Regions from separate parts of the Xenopus laevis genome. Here region 2 is linked to region 1. Evidence: chromatin contacts called from public Hi-C data. All regions are on one chromosome and are shown on one strand. Each heading gives the region's core, a stretch centred on a gene start, on an enhancer-like site or on the middle of the called end of the contact. The rest is flanking DNA. Distances are from core to core; before and after follow the strand shown.

Region 1 (3,653 bases), core at 264-2,763:
GCTATTAGCATTCTGCCCCTAGCTATCATAAAGAAAGTTTCTATGAGAAGTCATAACTACATAATGAACTAGCAGAAGCCCTAAACACATTATGCAATTGAGTTCATCAGTTCTTTCCTACAAAGTTGTTTTATACAAAACTATGATATGTATGTACAGTATATCTAAAGTTCAACAGATCCTTCGTACAAGACTGTTTTGTACTCAGAGTATTTCTCGGAGTCATCATTGTATATATATAAAAAGCTCAACAAAAACGAGGCAATCACCCAGATTTATAGCACCAACCCTCAGATCTGGAACATGAGAAAGGACCAGTAAGCAGAGCTGGGCCAAACAGTATTTGTTTGAGACAATACTACTTGGCCTACTCATCTCCCACTCCTCTACTCCTCACCAGAATGCTTGGTTCACCCCCAGCACCAGTTGTTTGCGCTTTTGCTTAAACAACACCCCCCGCTATCACAGAAGGCATACCAAAACTCATTCAAACCACCACCCCCATTTGTCTGTTTTTGCTTTCCCTGACCCCTATTGTGCCCTGGACGGCTGTCTTTGACGCCTTCCCCTAGTTACTTCCCTTCCAGTGTGCCTAAAATATAGCATGGCATTCTGCTTGTCAATAAAGAGGCAACTTTCTTATTAGCGGCCCTTTACTAATACCTTGTGCACTAAGGGCCACAAAAACACCCCACTTATTTCAAAGTGCATGTCTTCTCAGGTCTGGTTGCACTCTGCATAATGTGTTATTTATATGAAAAAATCTTGCATGAGGTGCAGAGCACAGCATTGACAGACGCAAGCCAGACCTGTCCTTGCCATTTGTCAGGAGACATGAGGTTATTACAGGGCTCCAGTGCAGCCTGCAATCACTGCAGGACTATGTGCTTTATTTTCCCTATCGGCTTATCAGTCCAGTTGGCTTCCCCAGAAAACTGCTCTAATAAGGCTGGGGAGTGGTGGAGCGGGCATGCAATTTTTATTTCCCACCCATCACCTTTTTTTTCTGGGGCGAACACTGCATGAATACAACACTGCCTATTGCTGTCACCTCTGTATTCATTAAACAGTATTAACAAAAAACATTGTGGATGGCACCAATTTTTACACTTTGTGCCCCGCCCTGCAAATATAGTCTTAGTCCCTATAGTCTAACTAAAACAGTGCACATTTTTAGGTGCTTTCATTTAGGTTCGTGATGACCTACATGTATGTGTTGAGAGCAAAGGGCAGTAACAACCAGCCCTACAAGTATTTCCAGAACAGGAAAGCGCCAACAGACCAAACCAGAAGGTATAATCACACTTGTGTTATATGTGTTGCCCATGGCACACACACCAACAAACTGGGGAAAGACGTGATGGGCCTTATATTTACCCATCAGTTAACGGCGCATAGCTCTGGCAAAGCTAAAATCTAGTGTGGGAGCTCACCATTCCAATGTAGCCCTGTATCCAACAGCCAGTAACAGTTACTATAACTGCTTCTCCAATGGGGGGGAACCTCCAGGAGAATGCTACACTGCTGCGGTTTGGGGTGAGGGGGGCTGCACTAACCTTCCACATATGATTTCAACTTTAAACTGTCCATATAATAGAAAGGATCTGAATGGAAGTGGATGTGTGCATAACCAGGTGTATAACCAAGGACCTTCTATGACTAAAGCTCGACTGGAAAGAAAAAAGTTGCCATAGAAATTGCTTGTGCAATTAAAGATGTATACAATAGTTAAAAAAAAGACATAAAGGGTGTCTTGATTCTTTGTTGTTTTTGTGAGCAGTTGATCGGGTTAAGGTAACATTTAAACTGAACACTGCAAATGATTCCTTTTTTTACATGGAGATTTCATCATATAACCAAGGAATAAGACCTGTAGCCACCATTTTGATAACATCCAGATTAATATTTTCACTGTATGTGTTTTGACATATTGGACTTAACCCCCCTCAAAGACCTCAATTATGCTGGAATCGTGGGGAAAGATGCTGCATTTTAGGTGTTAACAAGGCAGATTGTGTTTTTAATTGCAGTTGTAAATGACCAATTGTTGTTTGGTTGGATATCTGTGATGCACATTAGGAACCAGTCATGCTTTACCGACATAGTTTTATTACTACCGTCAGATTGTCTATAGGCCAACAAATATTCCTGTTTAATTGAGCCAAGCCGAGTTACATTTTTCAGCCTGCCTGACCAAACAACTAATATCCATGTGTTTAGTGGCAGACCTTTCAGGGAAGAGCTGTGTATTTTAAAAGGGTTCTTCCTTGATATATACAGTGGGGGATAGAGAACTCAGCTGCCGTTTGTCCCCTACTTTTAATCTGGAACATCCTCATGTAGCTGTGTCTGGATGTACAAATTGTATTAATCAACTTGTGGGCCAATTGATGGGATTCTATGGTGGAAGTGTGTCCAGAGTATTTGTGGGCTGGTTGATACGACCAGTCAAAATGGACAAAGGGTCACCTAACGAGGGTCATAAAATGTGTTTGTCTCTTGGCATGGTTTTTTGTGTTTCTGCTAATCTGAGTTAGATTGGCCAAAGGGATCAATTTCAGGGGCCAGGCACATTCACACCAAACAACAGTTCTGTCAGAAAGCAATCAAATTGCAAGATTCTCTGCATCTTGTCGAATACTGATCCTGCAACAAACAGTATTGGCAAAATTCTTAACCCAACTGTCAAAAGTTCTGTTTTGGGAAATAAAATGTCTTTTGTAATACAGTGCATGTCATGACAACAAAGGGACTCCAATACACTAGTGAACTAGTGTACATATAGGCGATAACTCAGCCAAAGTTCAGAGTTTAAACTGGGGCAAAGAGTAGAGAGAAAATGTTATATATTTGTCTCGTTTGTGCGTTTTACTATGACTAAGGGATTCCAGTACACTATTCAGCAGCATGTTTCTGGTCATTGCATCAGCTTCCGTTTGGGTTTATCCCTGACGGCTGTAATTATATTGGTTCTTGAGTCATGCTAAAAGGCATAATAGTGAGAGAAAGTTGCACACTGGATAATTTACTGTGTTCATATAGTGGACAACTGGGTTAAAGTTCAGAGTTTTAAACTAGAACAAAGAGTAGAGAGAAAATTTTATATATATTGGAAGATTTACATGGGCCAATAAAAGTTGCTGACTGGGTCCCTCTCTAGACCAAGTCAGCAATTATTAGATCATGTATGGGGCATTTGGGGTCCTGCTTAATCTTGAACTAGGTTTGAAAAAGCTGTACACCATTTATATAACGAGCTGCTGGCTTTAGTTTTGCATTTGGTTTTTCATATTTTCATAGGGCAAGTGTTAGCCAAAAGACTCTAAAGACAACTAAATGCCTCCCCCGAATGCAGAGATAGCTGCAGAATGGCTCCTGCTGCTGACCTGGTAATAATCTTATTCTGTAAATATGCACAGTGAAATGTGCCCTTCCTGAACACACCCCTGTGATAACACTGCCTTACCCTTCTGAGCCTTTACTAGAATACAATATGTGCTTGCTTATGGACATGGCAGCTAGTAGCAGATATGAAAAGGAAGAGGTGATATTTAATGACCATACAGGTGTTATTACACGGGCAAAGTGTAAAACAATGGCACAAAGCTTCATGTTTTGTTGCCCACAGTGCACCTTCTTTACTGTTCTTCATT
Region 2 (4,084 bases), core at 564-3,063, 140 kb after region 1:
CAGACATCTGATCCTCTTAATTAGGTTCTTCCTTCTCAGGTTCTACCTTGTCTTATCAGGAGCCGATCATCTTCCCAGAACCTCCCTTTCCCGGTCTGGTGTCAACTAACACTCCTGGTAAGTCCATCATACAGCTCCCTGTGTGTGAGACCCTTGTCTCCCCTCCCCCGTTCCCTCTTATCAGCAGTCTCATCTCCATGTATATACCAAACAGCTCCGTCACACACACCCCAAATTACCTCTCATAATTCACCCGCCCAGAGGGTTGCTCCTTCCTCGGGGGACCTGGGGATCTCCTTCTTGACCCCCTTCCCCCGTGCTTGTAGGAACCTGCCCCATATCTCTACAACTGTCCCTTTATATGTAGTGTGCCAATTTAATGTGAACCTTACACAAAACCATATTAAAAGCAGTGTTTGTTTATAATCGCTGCACTGCTGGTTCTGAACTCCTGAGTCCCAGATAACAGAAAGGGACAGACAGACAACAGCAATGATGTTTACACATAACTATAAACCCAATGAGAACGTGGAATGCATGGCTATTTGGAAGTTGCTTAGTTAGGAAATTGCCGTTTAAAATAAAATAATGAAGTCACAAAAAAAAAACAAAGGCTGATTTGCTGATTACCCAATTGTTACCCATAGCAACCAACCAGTAATTAGGTTTTATTGGCTGGGAAAACAAAGATCTGATTGGTTGCTATGGGTTACTGCACTGGTTCAACATTAAAACCGTATGTTAGTAAACCCCCCCCCCCTTGTGAGTTTCTCATGAAATCACTGGAGTTATAAAGGCAGGATCTGGGGAGTGGAATTACATAAATCAGTGATTTCCACTCTGCAACACCTGGGGGCAGATTTATCAAGGGTCGAATTTCGAAGTAAGGAATAATTCGAAATTCGACCATCGAATGGCTTTACTTCGACTTCGAATATCGAAGTCGAAAGTTTTTTTCACAGAATTTGACCGTTTTGCTGTCAGAGTAAAATTGTTCGATCGAACGATTCGAAGTATTTCATCCATCGATCAAACAATTTTTTTCAACTTCAAAAAAACTTAGAAAACTGCTCTAGAAGGTCCCCATAGGCTAACATTGCACTTCAGCAGGTTTAATTTCGACGAAGTATTGAAGTCTACGTTTTTTTTAAAGAGACAGTACTTCGATTATCGAATGGTCGAATATTTGAACGATTTTACTTCGAAACGAATTCGCAGTCGAAGTCGTAGTATCCTATTCGATGGTCGAAGTATTCAAAAAAATTACTTAGAATTTTGAATTCCCTCTAATTCACTTCGACCCTTGATAAATCTGCCCCCTGAAGTTCATGTTCAGCTCCAACTCCCAGCACCCTCCAAGGATTTTTTGCAAACTATATGCTCTTGTTTTTAAGAGGCTGGGGGCCAAACGCCTTTCCTGCAAGTTCTTTAGAAGGGGATGAAAGGGATTTCCCACTATCCTGGCAGGGCAGCTGATCGCGATCTCACGCATGCTGCAGGCTGTAATGATTTCTATGGAGTGATGCAGCAGGTTAGAGAATATAAATGGCTATTATTAATGCAGATCCTATCAGTATGATTATTGAATGGATATCGTATACCCAGGGGCCAGTTGCTTCCTACCAGGAGGGTACCTGCTGCCAGCGCAAATGGTTGGTCTCCCTTGAGCCTCAAATGTGAGGCCCGTGACCACCCCACCCACCATCCGCCGCAGTTCACCCTCCCCGCCTTTTCTCACCGTTAAACCCGATGATCCCCTGCAACTCCAGCCGGTTCTCCTCTCCCTGTCCAGCCATCACTGCTCTCTGCTTCTCTCGTCGCCCAGCAACCCTCAACTTATCCCCTGTTTACCTGTAACCAGGCAACCAAAACTATACGCTTGCGCACTACCGCCAGCCAGTCTCACCTTTCCTGCGCATGCGCTAACCTGAAATTCATGCGCAGTATGTTTGACGACATGTTTTGCTATGTGTTTCTGTAATAATTCTATTAATTTATCAGTATGTGATCACCTGTCGACTTAGGGGTACTACTACATATAAGTATATATGCATGTAATCTGATAATTACATTGTGCAAGGGAAACAGTGTGGCAGCTCTTATTTATATTACTGTGTGGGCAAACCACTGCCCCTGCTGGGATCTAACAGCCACTGCAGCCTCTTGGATGCAATCAGAGGTGTGGCCTCTGGGCAGAGTTACTGTGATTGGCTGCTTACAAAATAATTTACAAGCTGCAAATCACTTAGCCCTCATGGCTCCCTGAAGGTCTCAACCCTTTCCCTCCAAAACAAGCCTGTGAGAGTTGGAGGTTTTGTCTTTTATAATGAAAAAAAAGGAAACACTCATTAAACTTTATTTTTCATCTTCATTAACACTCTCTAATAAGCCAAACAATATCAAAGGAATAATAGAAAAGCAAATTAATTAAAGCAGCTCAGAATACCGTAACGCAGTAAGTCATTCTACAGATGTGATACAGCAGGTTCCAGTTGAACCACACCCAATTGTCTGATACCCTCTCTCCCTCTCTGCTCAGCCAGTGATACAGCAAGCTTTTTTATTAAAGGCCCCCTACCTTGCTCCATAGAGGAGTTGGCTCAAGGCCGGACTTTGTTTATCTGACGTGGAAGCTTATTATTGATTATGTAATAAAAGGCATACATGTGCACATATTCTAGTACTAATAATCACTGGCAGGTGCGACTCATAATAATGATCTGCGGTTTCCCCTGGCACACAGCAAGTTTTTATACATAAAAGATGAAGCCAACATTGTATAGGTGTGCCTTTAATGTTAGATCTATGGGTGTGGCTAACTCATGCTCAGTCATTTTTAATGGTGCTGTGATAATGCTGGGAGGGGTAAAAGTGCTACAATTATATTGAAGGCTGCGCGATGATGGGAAGACAGCAATAAATGATGTTAAATTACATATTCGGTCGAAAAAGGTGGTTTTCTCAGCAGAACTGCAATTCTCAGCATGCTGTACCACAGGGGGCACTGGGGAGTTTAGTTCAGCAATGCATTGAGATCTCACATGGGCATGAAATTAGCTTTCTGCCCCTTTTGGAGGCTTAGAGGTGTATCTATAGGATACAAAGGGGAATATGACTGCAGCTCTGGGCTCTGCTGTAATATAAACTGTACAGTCCAAATGGTCGCAGATTATATGTCCCATATATATCCACACAAATATCCCCAAAGGCAGTGGTTTCCAGACTTTTTAGGTTATACCCCTCTGTGAGATCCATGGGGCCCTCTTTAGTTTTAAACAAGGTAAATTATATCACTGTATCAGCCATTTGAGCACAATACCAAGGATATCTTGGGCAGCACCCTAGTGGTCACCCCAAAATCATACTCTCACCATAATGCTGGGCTTTAGACGGGGCCCCCGGCCCCAACAAAGCCAGTTTCCCGGGGGGGGGAGAGCAATCCCACAGTTTGGGTACCACTGCCCTAGAGATTCCTGGTTGGAATGATACTGTTGTGCTCCATATTGTTTCCGAGAGCTGGATCAGGAATTCTGGCACCCCCAAACCTCTAAGTGCTGAATGTGGAAGTTCTCCTCGCAGAGAGGGGGGTTGTCGAATGTCTCACAGTGCTCTGTCCTTCCAATATTCAGGTTAGCATCGATATTCAGAGCTTGGCCGCCTCCACCACCTGAAAGGGGATATCAGAGTTAGTGTTATAGTTTTACGGCCCGTGCTAAACTAGGACCAAGCTTGCCAAAAAACCTGGTATTACACCCCTGAAACTTTGTATTTAACACAATAAACGCAGATGCGCACTTGTGGGGCAGACAGAGCAATTTGTAGACCCCCCCCCCTACAGCAGGCAGGTGCTGAGTTGCACCAATAGCACTGTACCTTGCACCTTGCACAACATTCAGGGCAATGGCACATGAGTGGGTCCTAAGTGGTGCAATTTGAGGCCTGGTTGCCAAATAATATAAAAGCATAAAGTTGTAGCTCTCCTGTTGCTAAGAACTGCAAGTCCCAGCAACCTCAGCCACCTAAGATGTCTTGTGTTTTTCTTTCCCAAAAATGTTTCCATTCAAGGTCTGTTTTTCTGTTTCCC

The links. Hi-C and Micro-C count contacts between places; a contact is called where the count stands out from the background.
Region 2: a Hi-C map of the XL177 cell line shows a contact between it and region 1, with 2.9 times the contacts expected there. The contact joins the promoter of cfap52.L here to the promoter of fbxw10.L in region 1. A contact is called at or near these places in 2 of 4 Hi-C or Micro-C datasets (the XL177 cell line and the XTC cell line).

What each region holds. Positions count from the first base shown.
Region 1 is chr9_10L:52,099,463-52,103,115 of Xenopus_laevis_v10.1, forward strand. It overlaps fbxw10.L (CMT1A duplicated region transcript 1 protein), which reads right to left and starts at 1,514. Exons shown (of 14, transcript XM_018235455.2): 1 at 1,434-1,514.
Region 2 is chr9_10L:52,237,777-52,241,860 of Xenopus_laevis_v10.1, forward strand. It overlaps cfap52.L (cilia and flagella associated protein 52 L homeolog), which reads right to left and starts at 1,814. Exons shown (of 14, transcript NM_001095991.1): 1 at 1,739-1,814. The coding sequence starts at 1,796. It overlaps tbc1d24.2.L (TBC1 domain family member 24-like), which reads right to left. Exons shown (of 7, transcript XM_018235469.2): 7 at 2,343-3,667. The coding sequence ends at 3,522.